2 separate regions of the Hordeum vulgare genome follow, and region 2 is linked to region 1. Evidence: chromatin contacts called from public Hi-C data. All regions are on one chromosome and are shown on one strand. The core of a region is the stretch at or near the end of the contact, and the rest is flanking DNA. Distances in the headings are between cores, read along the strand shown. Region 1 has its middle 14 kb from the start of LOC123437636. Region 2 holds the start of LOC123437679 (serine/threonine-protein kinase BSK1-2-like).

Region 1 (6,432 bases), core at 550-3,049:
GGTTTGGTGGCTGAGCCGGCCCTCCTCCTGGAACGGTTCAGGCCCCGGGGGTGCGCGGAGTGTCGAAAAGGCGGGTAGGGTTTAGATCAGGGGTAAACGCCCCTGGTGCCTCCTCTGATGGACAGCGTCGGACGTGCGCTGATGCCTTTCAAGTCGCGAGTTCTCGGTGTTCAAGCGGGCCGTCTCAGCGGTGATCTGAGCTTGCCAAGTCTCAATCCTGGCGGCTTATGCCTCTGCATCTCGCTGGGCCTTCGCCATCTCGTCTCGCAGCTTTGCCAACTCAGCGTTTATTGTTCCTTGGTTTTCTGCCGTCATTGGGGTCGCCATGATCCTTGTTATCTCCGCCGGCAGGTCCACCAGGACCACAGCTGGGCCCTTGGATGGTTCGCCAGCCTCGTTGTTGCCTGCGGAGTTTTGCTGGGACTGTGTCACCCCCGCCATATATACGGCGATCTGACGGTGGGTCCGCTCGAGGACTTCGGGATCCATCGCCAGCGACAGATCTCCGAGGCAGCCCTCATGCAGAGACTGAATTGAATCTGTGTCGCCCATGGATGACTCGTCGTCAATGTTGACCGGCGTAGTCTCCTGAGTCGCCCATCGCTCTGGTTCATCAGATCCCTGCGTGAAGCCAATGAAGACCGGCTGCGTCAGGCTTGGCATCGCAACGGGACGGACATACCTGGCCGGCTCGACGGTGTCGGGAAGATGTCCGGCTCAGGCATGGGTGCACCGACCATGCCGATGAAGATGTTGACCTTGTCGAGGGGGACTCTGTAGCCGGATTCAATTGAATCGACTTCGGGCCCCCACAGCGAGTTGTCGATGTAGTACTTTCTGCGGCGGCTCCGGGTCATGAGCCCAGCCGCGTAGCTCCCTGACCTTGGTAGGGCTCCCTTCGAGAACTCAACTCCACCGTGCATAGGCCCCACGGTGGGCACCAACTATCATGGTTTTGTCACGGCAGATGTCCTAGTGAAAGTACTTAATGATGGAGCCATCGCACCTCGGTAGCGACTCAAATGGGTTGAACGGGAGCGGGATTCAGATTTACCCAGGTACGGCCCCTCGTGAGGAGGTAAAAGCCTACGTCCTTCTTTGTGTTGTATTGATGGTGTTTCGATTACAAGGAGGGCGTAACTCGCCTGACCTAGCTCTCAATGATTTCTAACCTACCCTATCCTCCCCGGGACTCGTCTTTATATATAGGTCGAGGTCTTAGGGTTTACAAGAGTCTCAACCACGATACAGATCGTGGTTTCCTTTTTCTCTAAGTCCCCGTACTTTCCAAGACTGGAAACCTCCTCGATGGCCTATCGTCCATGTAGATCTTGAACCGCCATCCGGCTCCTGGGCCCTCCAAGCCAAGGCTTGCATCACCAAAGGATGAGTCGCCCACTTGGTGACCCGGCCCAACTATGGCGGGTCATGTCGCAGATAATATCCCCAACAGTTATCTCTTACCCGAGCCCTTTAGTTATGCACTTTACTTTGTGGTAGCCACATTGTTTCTTGTTATTAGGGATGGGCATATAAACCAAGGAACCGAACACCGAACCGAAGCTGAAACCGAAAAAACCGAATTTTCAGTTTTTTTGTTTGTGGGTTGAAAATCGGTTTTTGCTTGCAGTAACCGAACTCGTATCAGTCATTTCGGTATTATGCTGCTAACCGAAAGGAAAAACCGAAGTACTCCAAGTTCCAGAATGCGAATACACGTGAGAAGTTCTTGTACGCGCCTCCTATTGCGCGTCAGGCCAACTGGTCATAGCCATGCGTAGGGGTGGCCCATGCACGTGCCTGGGTGAACCAACGGCCCAAGGCCTACTTGTCTCACGTGCAACATAGAGCCTTTAGTGGCAGGCCTGGACCGGCAATGTAATTTAATTTTGTGTGCTCATGAAGTGTGCAACGGCAGGAGATGATTAGTCCCACCTCGTCTAGTCTCATAGATGGTGACAGAGTGCTCAAGATATAAAGAGACGGGGTGTGGAGTGTAGGTGCGCTCGAAGTTGCGCGCACGTAACAGGTTATTGAGCATTCGGTGAAAACCGATAACCAAACCAAACAAGTCGGTTAACCGAAATTTCTTTTAGCTCTGTTTCATTGACATTTTCGATTTTGTGTGTTGCTAACCGAATTTAGAAATAAACCGAACGGTAAAAACCCAATTTTCGGTTTCTAACCCAATTTTCGGTTTCTACCGAACGCCCAGGCCTACTTGTTATATATCTTGCTATCACTTAGTTGTTTATCTTGCTTAGAATAAGTTGTTAGTGCACATAGGTGAGCTTAGTTGTTTTAGGTTTTGTGCTTGACTAATTCACTTGTTATATATCTTGCTATCACTTAGTTGTTTATCTTGCTTAGAATAAGTTGTTAGTGCACATAGGTGAGCTTAGTTGTTTTAGGTTTTGTGCTTGACTAATTCAATGTTAGCCTAAACCGTAATTATTTTAAAACACCTATTCACCGCTCCCTCTAGGAAACATTCATGTACTTTCAACGGGTGTGGTCGATCAAGTAGACATATGCTTTTCCCAACTTTGAAATTGATGAGCATATGAATGTAAGGAGCATATCCACACGACATGTTCTGGTGAGGAGTTGTTCTCTTGATTGTCTCTACAATCAAATCCATCACTCTAAATCTGGCGTGGCTATCCACATGATGCAGCATGTTGATGGAATAGTCTCGAATCATCTTATCATCGCCTCACCTTGGCATCCAAGTATGCCTCAAAATGGTATTGGTGGTAGGCAGTCCTGCTTGCAAGAAGTAAACTGAGCCAAGCATGTGGGACTTTAGATACTCCTTAGGAATCGGGCTATACATATTTGCCATGGAGTTGTGATTCATCTTGGACTTAGTACACACATGAACTTCTCTTTCTTGCACCTTTGGGGCTCCTAATATGGAAGCCAACTCATGAAGTAACGATTGGTACGTGGTGCGTGGGTTTGAAAAACTAGCTTCTGGACTAGTGCCAGCATCAAGATCTGCACTTGGCTCTCTGAACTCATTCTAACAGTCCTATGAATCCTGATATAGGCAAGAACTGACCATATGAATAGATGTAGAGGACTGGACAAGATGAGCATCACAAAATACAGACATTTTCTCAAAATATTAACTCAAAAACTTAGTTTTGGATTTCCACTATATAGGTTTCGGTTCCACCGACTTTAGATCTTGGGAGCTTCCAAGACTGACAACCTCTTTAATAGAGACTTGTTCACGCTTTTCGGTTTCACTAAAAAGTGACCGAGTCTCTCCGATACTGTTCTCAGAAACCCTAAAAACCAGATCAGTGACACCGATCCTTTTCCACTCAATGACTCCAAGACATGTACAACGGAAAGGTAGACCTAATTTTTTTCGTTCGCCTATATCTATGGGATTTTCTTGTGGATGAAATGGTTGCAATCAGTAGCAAGAAGGAGAATACATCCTAATGCGTAAGAATCGGCGGTTGAAGCACAAAAGGGATCAAAATCTTTCCCTAACTCGGTGAAGACTTTGCTACGGTGGCAACAGCGGGGAGGATTCCCGTTGACGACAGGGGACTCCTACTGCGAGGGCGCATGAGAGGCAAGGTAGAATGTCTGTGGACACGAGCGGCGACAGCAGTGGGTTGTGGGGTCGTCATTTGAATATTAATTTCAAAGTTCGGACCGCAAGATATATGTACCCACCCGCTGTTAGTGACACCGAACCAAAAAAAATTGGTTCCACCATATGCTTAACTGCGTGAGGATAGAGCAACTCGGTGACACCGAGATTTTAAGATCGGTGGTATCAAGATTGAAAACCTATATAAACCCTAGTGATTCGGTGAAACCGAGTTTTGAGAGTTGGTTACACCGAGTGGCACATGTGAGGTTTTGGAAGTCAACCCTTGTCGAAATGGAACTCTGAGTGCTCCTCACACAAATGATCTAGGAAGTGATTGCTCAAATTTTGTGATAAAGCATGGATAGAATTTGAGACGAGAGAGCAGAGATATCTAGAGGGGGTACTTAGACATTCTTCTACATCCAACTGGTCAAAGAAAATGAAAGCCAAATAACAACAATTGGATATCCTCCAATGAAGAAAAATATGCATACCAACATGCTCACACATTAAGATGTCAGATAAAACATGGCAAACATGCAAAACCACTATAGTATCTACCAAGCACTTTGGCGATGACGAAATCATCTATATATGAGTATATTGACTTAAGGAGCCAAGCAATAATGCTTGATCGTATGTCATACTCATTGTTTAAGCGCATGTGGGGTTGTCACTTTTACATAAAGCTTTTAATGTGTTCACAACATGTGAGATGTTTTGTCTCAAGTCTTATAGTAAATCTCCCCCTTGATGTGACATCCCTTTAAGAGGGATAAAGTAACCTTGTGTTTGTCATTGAAGACTTCATGTACGTGTTGTAGTCGTGGATGCTCATAGTTGATGAAGATCATCTTAAGTTAGGAGCAATCCTTGTTGTTTTGTACTCTTCTCGCCTACATAGGTCAGTCCCACAAAAGGAACAAATACAAGGATATCTATGAACATGATGTGAAACATATGAAGGATGATGTCCATTGATACATTAATGGATTACCTTGATCCTTGCTTACCTATGAGGGAATGTGTGACTCCTTGAACTATTGCATAAGGTTGAAGTTGATTGCAACTAGTTCTTGCCAAAAATGAGCATGAATGAACTTTGTTGGCGGAGTCACCCCTCAAGAACTTCTCTAGTTCTTCTTCTTGGGGACCCACATGAACTTGATGCGGATCCTTGGAGTTTAGTTAGCACTTGATGAAGTATAGCTAGTGGTGGCATTGGGAACCCACTTGACCATGGCTTGGGATTCTTCTTCAAATGAGTCAATGTCTTCTTAAAGCTTGTCCTTGCTGTTGAACTTCTGGTCTTGTGGTGGAAGGTCACCCTCGGCATTTGTTCCCTTGGGGATAGTATCATACTTCTCCTTTTGGGGAACAAATTCGTTTTGGGGTATTGACCTTCTTACCATTCAACTCTATTAGCATTGAAATAGCCAATGCATTGGTTCTTCCAGTGCCATCCTTGCTTGCGTACAATCTCCTCAAGTTGCTTACTTCCGGAAAGACTCTTGCATACACCTTTTTCTATAATTCCTTTCAATAAATTTTTTCCTTGCTCAAGTGTAACTTGGCTAAGAGAATCATTACTGGAATCAATAGAACTACTACAAGCAATATCATTTGGTTTAGCATTTTTATTGTTGCTACTAGATGAGAACCATTCTTTACTTAGTTACTAGTTTGCTTAGATTTAACTTGTGGATGAGTAATATTTGGCTAGATAAGAAGAACTCTTCTTCCGAAGATCTTCAATGATAGCTTTAAGAAACTCATGTTCTTGCTTTAAATTTAGCGTCTCGAAACGTAGCTTCTCATGAGTTCTTAGAAGTTCTCTATGATCTTATTGAGTAGATTCATGGGCTAACTTAAGAGTGTTAAGTTCTTTAGTTAGACACTCAACCTCCTTCTTATAATCATCACATGACTTATCTTGACTAGCATGATTGTTATCAAGTTCGTTTTGACTAACATCACTAGTTTTATCAAAGAGCAAGTCATCATCTCCTAGTAAGTCATCCACATCACTATCAAAATCAAGGTATTCGGGTTGTGATACCTTGGGGACTGTAGCCATGAAGCAACTTATGATTCCTTCATTTGGTGAATCAAATATGTCATAGGAGTTGGAGCAAACACGTGCTAGTCCGACAACACCTTCATCTTGACTATAGTCGGAGTTGGAGTGGTAGCTTCTCTCACATTGGTTGTTGGATTCGGAGCCGCATACCCATTCACCAACATGAGCTTGATGTCTTCTTCTTGTGTAGCTCTTGGTGTACTTTTCCTTCCTTTTCAAGTCCTTGCTTCTATGGGATGGTCTTCGTTCATACTGATCCTCTTTGCTCCTTCTCTCTCTACGAGGTCACTCATCTCATTGAACTTCTTCTTCTAGGTGACTCTTCTCTTCTCTTGAAGGGGGGTGAGAACTCATTGGAAAAGTGTCAGTGCCTTCCACAATTGTAATAATTTCGGTCACGACTAGATGAAAGCTTCTCTTTCTATCTTGAGTTATAGCTTCTCTATTTGCCTCTACTCTTGTAGAATTTGTTGAATTTCTTGACCATGAGGCTTATATCTTCATTGGTAACAAGGTTGTCACTTTAGGTAGTGGGAGTGTCGCTTGAATCTTTGTATGCACTGCTTGACTTGTTGTGAAGCTCTTCTTTGTCCTCGAGTGACATTTCATGAGCAACAACCCTTCCAATGACTTCCGTATGGACTTGCGATATTTGTAGTTTGGCATCATTTGGATCAATGTGCACACAGTGTCGGACTTTCCATCCAAGGCTCCAAGGATCTTCTTGATGATGAAT
Region 2 (6,433 bases), core at 870-3,369, 100 kb before region 1:
TGGAGGATAGCAATAATAAAACTGAACTCCTACAAGAAGAAATATTTCATTACTAAATAAGAAAAGGGCTAAATACCATTTCTCAGATATTCTGGAGGTGTGTACGCTAGATTTGTGCTATAACTTTTCCCATCCCTGCTGTTTTTCATCAGACCAAAGCATGAGAGACGCGGATCACCATTCTGCAACCAGAAAGGTTGTTAGACGCTTCGCTTACATGCATGATAATTGGTACAAAATGACATGTTCAACTGTTAGATGCTATCAACAACTCATAAAACCTACTTGGTGAAGTTGTAAATAAATTGAATGCATCACATCTTCCAAATGTCAATGTAAGTTCTGCTAAACAATTTTCCTAGTAACCGAATTATCCTAGTTTATATGTGTCATAAACAGTGCAGAAAAAGACAGCTTACTGCTAACATTTCCGTTTCTTGTTAACAGAAAAAATCTTAACTATTTTTAGGTAAAAAGAAATCTAAACCTGAAAACCTCTAAACATCGCCACCATGGCCATTAGCACAAGACAGTAGTCATTGGTCTGACAGAGTTCTATATACTTAAACAGACTTGTCTTACTGATCATTTACCTCGTCAAAGAGGACTCTGTATGCATTTAGGTCATGATATAAAGAGCGTTCCTCATTGCTGCAATATCCCAATGCTTCGGCAATGTAGCATGCGACTCTCAGACGCATAGCCCATTCAATAGTCTGGTTTTCCCCTGCACAACGGCAAAAGTATGGCGAAGAGCAAATTAATTTGATAGTTATTTCCAAGGCCGTAACAAGTATGATAAGTGCCATCACTTGTCGATATTTAACTCAAAATGACCAAATTAGCAATCACAAACAGGATGTGTGCAATATTTCCCTTGTATCCAAGGTGATAATCAAAATAACAAGTGAGCATGGGAGCTGGGAACCTAAGGGGAGGTCAATCAAGCATTAACTATCAATATCCTAAGTTCTACATCAAAATGCTGCAAGCAGCTGCACTGAGTAGAAGCCTTGTGCAGAAATAATAACTTCCCTTTGGTGATAAATGTCATCACCAGTAAGTCTTTAACTCAAGAATGACAGAATTAGCAATCACAAACAGGATTTGTTTAATATACATAGAAACTCATATCATTTGTGATAAACTACACTCAATTGCAGCCAGGGAGATAATCAAAATAATAACAAGTATGAACTATCAATTGCTTAAGTTCGATATCAAAATGCTGCAAACAACTGCACTGAGTAGAAGCCTTGTGCAGACACAGTAACTTGCCAAATTCCGCACTTGCTTACCTCGTCCCATAATTCAGCGACATGCACTAAAGCAAAGGATCCCCAGGTTCAGTAGAATCAAGAAACGGCCCGGGCAACTACTAAGCAAAGACAATATGCGCGGGGCTACTTGGGGGACTCACAGTGGAACAGGTGCTTGGCGAGGGTATCGTTGGACATGAACTCGGCGACAAGCAGCCGCTCGTCGCCGTCGCAGCAGTAGCCGATGAGGTTTGCCAGCCTCCGGTGCCGCAGCTTGCCCACCCCCTTCGCCTCCTCCTGGAAACCGACCAAACGAGCAATTCGTCAAAACCATATGTCCCCTCTAAACCCCCAATTCAGCCACACACCAAACCACGAGCTCCTCGCCTCCTCTCCCTCCCTACCTACCGCGAACTGCTTGGGGTCGGGCCAGGCATGCTTGGCGAACTTCTTGACGGCGATGGCGCGAGGGGCGGCGCCTCCCCGCAGCCGGCCCCTGTAGACGAGGTTGGGGGCCTTCTCGCCGCTCTCCGACACGATGTTCCCCGCCGCGAAGCCGTCCGTGGCCGCGCGGAGCTCCGCCAGCGAGAACTCCGCGAGCGCCGGGACCTCCTCCACCCCGCGCGCGGCCGGCGCCGCGGCCGCCGGGGGAGCGGCCTTCTGCGCCTTGAGGGAGAAGGAGGGGCGGTGCGGCGGCGGGGTAGGGGGAGCAGGCCGCCGCGGGCCGGGCGGCTTCTCCGCGTGGACCCACGACCGCAGCGAGGAGCCGCAGCAACCCATGAACGAAGCGTGAGGAGAAAAGTCCGTCGGCGTCTCCCGCTGGCCGTGCCTTTTGTTGCGTGCGCGGCTGTGCGCTCGTGTGCGTGGGAGCGAGGAAACGGAGACGGTTTTTGTAACTTGCTTTGCTTGCGGCTTCTCTGGGCTCTGGTGTGGGGTCTCGTTCGCTCGTGCTCTTTGGGTTACGACCACTGTAGTCTGTAACGCAGACGTCGGCTGAGTCCATTTCTTCCTTACCAGATGACGCACATGTGTACACACACGCTTGTTATATAATACGACCACCCAAGCTTGACAGGTCATGCACAAATGTTGACCGAGACAAGAAACTACGAGCATCTCCACCCGCGACCTCAACACGCCATCTTCAGGTTATTTTTTTCACCGACGAGTGAAAAACGGCTTACTTGCGCCCTTAGGAACCGGTTTTCGTTAGGACCGAATTGACCCTGACGGTCCCAAGCCGAATCAAGTGCGTTGGGGGGCGCCCGGAGACGGTGGCAGAAGGGAAAACGACGCGCCGGGTCCTTGTCAGGCGAAAAGAGGCATTTTCTTCTCCAGAGCGCACCACACCTTCCGCCACCGTGCCGATTTCGGCGCCACCCCATCTGCCTACCGCCGCTACAAAGGCCATCTCCCCATCGACTTCGCTGCGGATTCGCCCCCTCCCGTTTCTTGGCGAGTTTTCTCGGCACTCCGGGCACGTACACGGCTGCGCATCTGCCACGCCCGCCAGGTGTTCGGCGATTTGCCTGGCCCATGGACTCCGACGACGAGAAGACGTTCGCGACGCTAATGGAGGAGGAAGTCGATGTCGACGCCCAGGATGAAGAGCACCGCATGGTCCTCGCCTCTCTGGTTGGCATGTTCGCGAGCAATGCAGAGCCACGACGAGGTGGCTCGGCGTCGGGCCGGCTGAAGGCAAAGCAGAGGCATTGACTGGAAGGCTATTGCTTGCTCTACGCCGACTACTTCGCAGATGCTCCTCTGCACGGCGACAAAGTATTCTGACGTTGTTATTGTATGAGCCGGAAGCTATTCCTCGGGATTGTGGATTCTATCAGGGAGTTCGACAGGTACTTCAAGTGCAAAAGGTATTGCATCGGCACACTTGGATTCACCTCGCTCCAGAAGTGCACGATAACTATGAGGATGCTTGCGTACGGAGCTCCCGGTGATATTCTGGAAGACTATGGACGCATGGCCGAGTCCACCACCATTGAGTGTTTCTATAAGTTGTGCAGGGCAGTGGTGGCAGTTTTTGGACATCAATATTTGCGATCACCCAATGCTGAAGACACAGCTCAGATCCTAGCACAGAATGCAGAAATAGGATTTCCTGGGATGCTTGGAAGCATCGACTGCATGCATTGGAAATGAAAAAAATTGTTCATTTGCTTGGCAAGGGATGTACAAAGGCGTCAAAGGAGGTTACAGTGTGGTACTTGAGGCAGTGGCCACACATGACCTCTGGATTTGGTGCTCCTTCTTTAGTATGCCAGGAACTCACAATGACATCAACGTACTGCAGTGCTCGAATGTCTTTGCCAAGCTTGTTGAAGGTCATGCTCCTCCCGTTAACTATGAGGTCAATGGGCTCCACTACAACAAGGGATACTACCTAGCATATGGCATCTATCCGAGATGGTCCACATTTGTGAAGACTATCTCAAATCCTGCACCCAGGAGACAAGCACTCCTATTTTGCCAAGCGTCAAGAAGCTTACCGGAAGGATGTCGAGCGGGCATTTTGTGTGCTTCAATCTCGTTTTGCTGTTGTCCGGTACCTCGCTCAGACCTGGTCAAAAGATCAAATGTGGGAAGTCGTGACTTGTTGTGTTGTCTTGCGCAACATGATCATTGAGAGCGAGCAGGAGGAGCTAGTGTTTGACACTGAACCATATTACAGGCAAGGTCCTCTTGGCTAAGTTGATCACCAGCTACCGGCAACCTGGATTGCCTTCCTCAACATGCGTTAGAAAATCCGAGACCCTGATACGTCTCCATCGTATCTACTTTTTCAAACTCTTTTGCACTTGTTTTGGACTCTAATTTGCATGATTTGAATGGAACTAACCCGGACTAACATTGTTTTCATCAGAATTGCCATGGTGTTGTTTTTGCACAGAAATAAAAGTTCTCGGAATGACCTGGAAATTTACGGGGATTTTTTGTGGAATATATAAAAAATACGAGCGCAAGAATCAACCAGAGAGGTGGAGCTGAGAGCCCACAAGCCCACCAGCCCCCCCCCCCAAGCCGCGCCTGGCTAGCTTGTGGGGCCCTCGGGGCTCCACCGCCTCCAATCTCAGCTCTATTTAGTCCCTTTCGTCCGGAAAAAATCAGGGAGAAGAGTGCATCGCGTTTCACGATACGAAGGCGCCGCCACCTCCTGTTCTTCCTCTGGAGGGCAGATCTGGAGTCCATTCTGGGCTCCGGAGAGGGGAGATCGTCGCCATCGTCATCATCAACCATCCTTCATCGCCAATTCTATGATGCTCTTCACCGTTCGTGAGTAATCTCATTGTAGGCTTGCTGGACGGTGATGGGTTGGATGAGATCTATCATGTAATCGAGTTAGTTTTGACGGGGATGGATCCCTAGTATCCACTATGTTCTGAGATTGATGTTGATACTACTTTGCCATGCTTAATGCTTGTCACTAGGGCCCAAGTGCCATGATTTCAGATCTGAACCTATTATGTTGTCGCCAATATATGTGTGTTCTTGATCCTATCTTGCAAGTTGTAGTCACCTACTATGTGTTATGACCCGGCAACCCCGGAGTGACAATAGCCGGAACCACTCCCGGAGATGACCATAGTATGAGGAGTTCATGTATTCACCAAGTGTTAATGCGTTGGTCCGGTTCTTTATTAAAAGGAGAAGCTTAATATCCCGTAGTTTCCATTAGGACCCCGCTGCCACGGGAGGGATGGACAATAGATGTCATGCAAGTTCTTTTCCCTAAGCACGTATGACTACATACGGAATACATGCCTACATTACATTGACGAACTGGAGCTAGTTACATATCTCTCCGTGTTATAACTGTTTCATGATGAATAACATCTGGCATAATCATCCATAACCGATCCAATGCCTACGAGTTTTTCCTACTGGCCCTTGCTACGTTACTTTGCTGCTACTGGTGTCACTTCTGCTACTGTTACTCTGTTACTACTGTTGTTACTTTGCTGCTACTGCTTTCACTTTGCTGCTACTGGTTACCGTTGCTATTATTGCTATCACACTACTCTGCTACAGATACTTTGCTGCAAATACTAAATCTTTCAGGTGTGTTTGAATTGACAACTCAACTGCTAATACTTGAGAATATTCTTTGGCTTCCCCTTGTGTCGAATCAATAAATTTGGGTTGAATACTCTACCCTCGAAAACTGTTGCGATCCCCTATACTTGTCGGTTATCAAGACCTTTTTCTGACGCCGTTGCCGGGGAAGCCAAGTCAAGAATATTCTCCCGTCAACGTGTTATTTTCTGGCGCCGTTGCCGGGGAGGCATAGCTATATTCTCTGAGTCACTTGGGATTTACGTTTGCTGGTCACTATGAGGAATCCGAAAGATCCAAGAACTAAAGTCTTGCCCTCAACTACGAGGACGGGTAAGGAACTGCCATCTAGCTCTGCACTTGATTCACCTTCAGTTATGAGTAAGTTTGCGACACCACCTCCTGCTAGAAATCTTGATATGTCGCATGTGCTTGATGATGCTACTTCTGCTATCCATGATGCTTGTGATGATGCTATGCTTGATACTACTTTGCCACTAGGTGCATTCCTTGATGCACAAATTGCTAGAGTTGCTTCTACATGTGATGATACTTATGAAACTGCTGAGATTATTGAAGTAGAACCTGCTATTTTGCCTGTTAGAACTAGCTCTCCTAGATATGAATTGCCTGATATGCCTGAGGGTTATGTTATGGAGGGAGAGATAGCTAAGGATTTTCTTGCGTGTAAGGATAGCTATGATGTTGAGAAATTACTGCGCAAGTGGAAAGAAAAATCTCTGAATGCGAGGATGAAATACGACCCGAAGTTTGCTACTTCGCCTATCTTTGTGACCGATAAGGATTATGAATTCTCTGTTGACCCTGAGTTAATCACTCTGGTCAAATATGATCCTTTTCACGGTTATGAGTCTGAAACGGTTGTAGCCCATCTTACCAAACTGCACGATATAGCCACCCTATTCACGAGTGAGGAAAAGATCCGCCACTACTATATCCTTAAATTGTTTCCTTTCTCGCTAAAGGATGATGCTAAGACTTGGTTCACTTCTCTTGCTCCTGGTTGTGTGTGTAGCCCCCAGGATATGATCTACTACTTCTCTGAAAAATATTTCCCTGCCCATAAGAAGCAAGCTGCCTTGTAG

Evidence for each region. Hi-C and Micro-C count contacts between places; a contact is called where the count stands out from the background.
Region 2: a contact with region 1 is called in a Hi-C map of leaf, with 3 times the contacts expected there. The contact joins the promoter of LOC123437679 here to the enhancer-like site in region 1. A contact is called at or near these places in 2 of 6 Hi-C or Micro-C datasets (both in leaf).

Annotation. Positions count from the first base shown.
Region 1 is chr1H:367,035,473-367,041,904 of MorexV3_pseudomolecules_assembly, reverse strand. No RefSeq gene overlaps it. Among protein-coding and RNA genes, the nearest start is that of LOC123437636, 14 kb to the right of the region's middle. Within about 2 kb of position 1,799, at least 3 of the 3 cell types and tissues checked have open chromatin away from gene starts, as enhancers often do. A contact at or near this core is called in leaf, where this site is marked.
Region 2 is chr1H:367,136,837-367,143,269 of MorexV3_pseudomolecules_assembly, reverse strand. It overlaps LOC123437679 (serine/threonine-protein kinase BSK1-2-like), which reads right to left and starts at 2,119. Exons shown (of 9, transcript XM_045115726.1): 1 at 1,668-2,119; 2 at 1,421-1,556; 3 at 594-727; 4 at 77-182. The coding sequence starts at 2,039.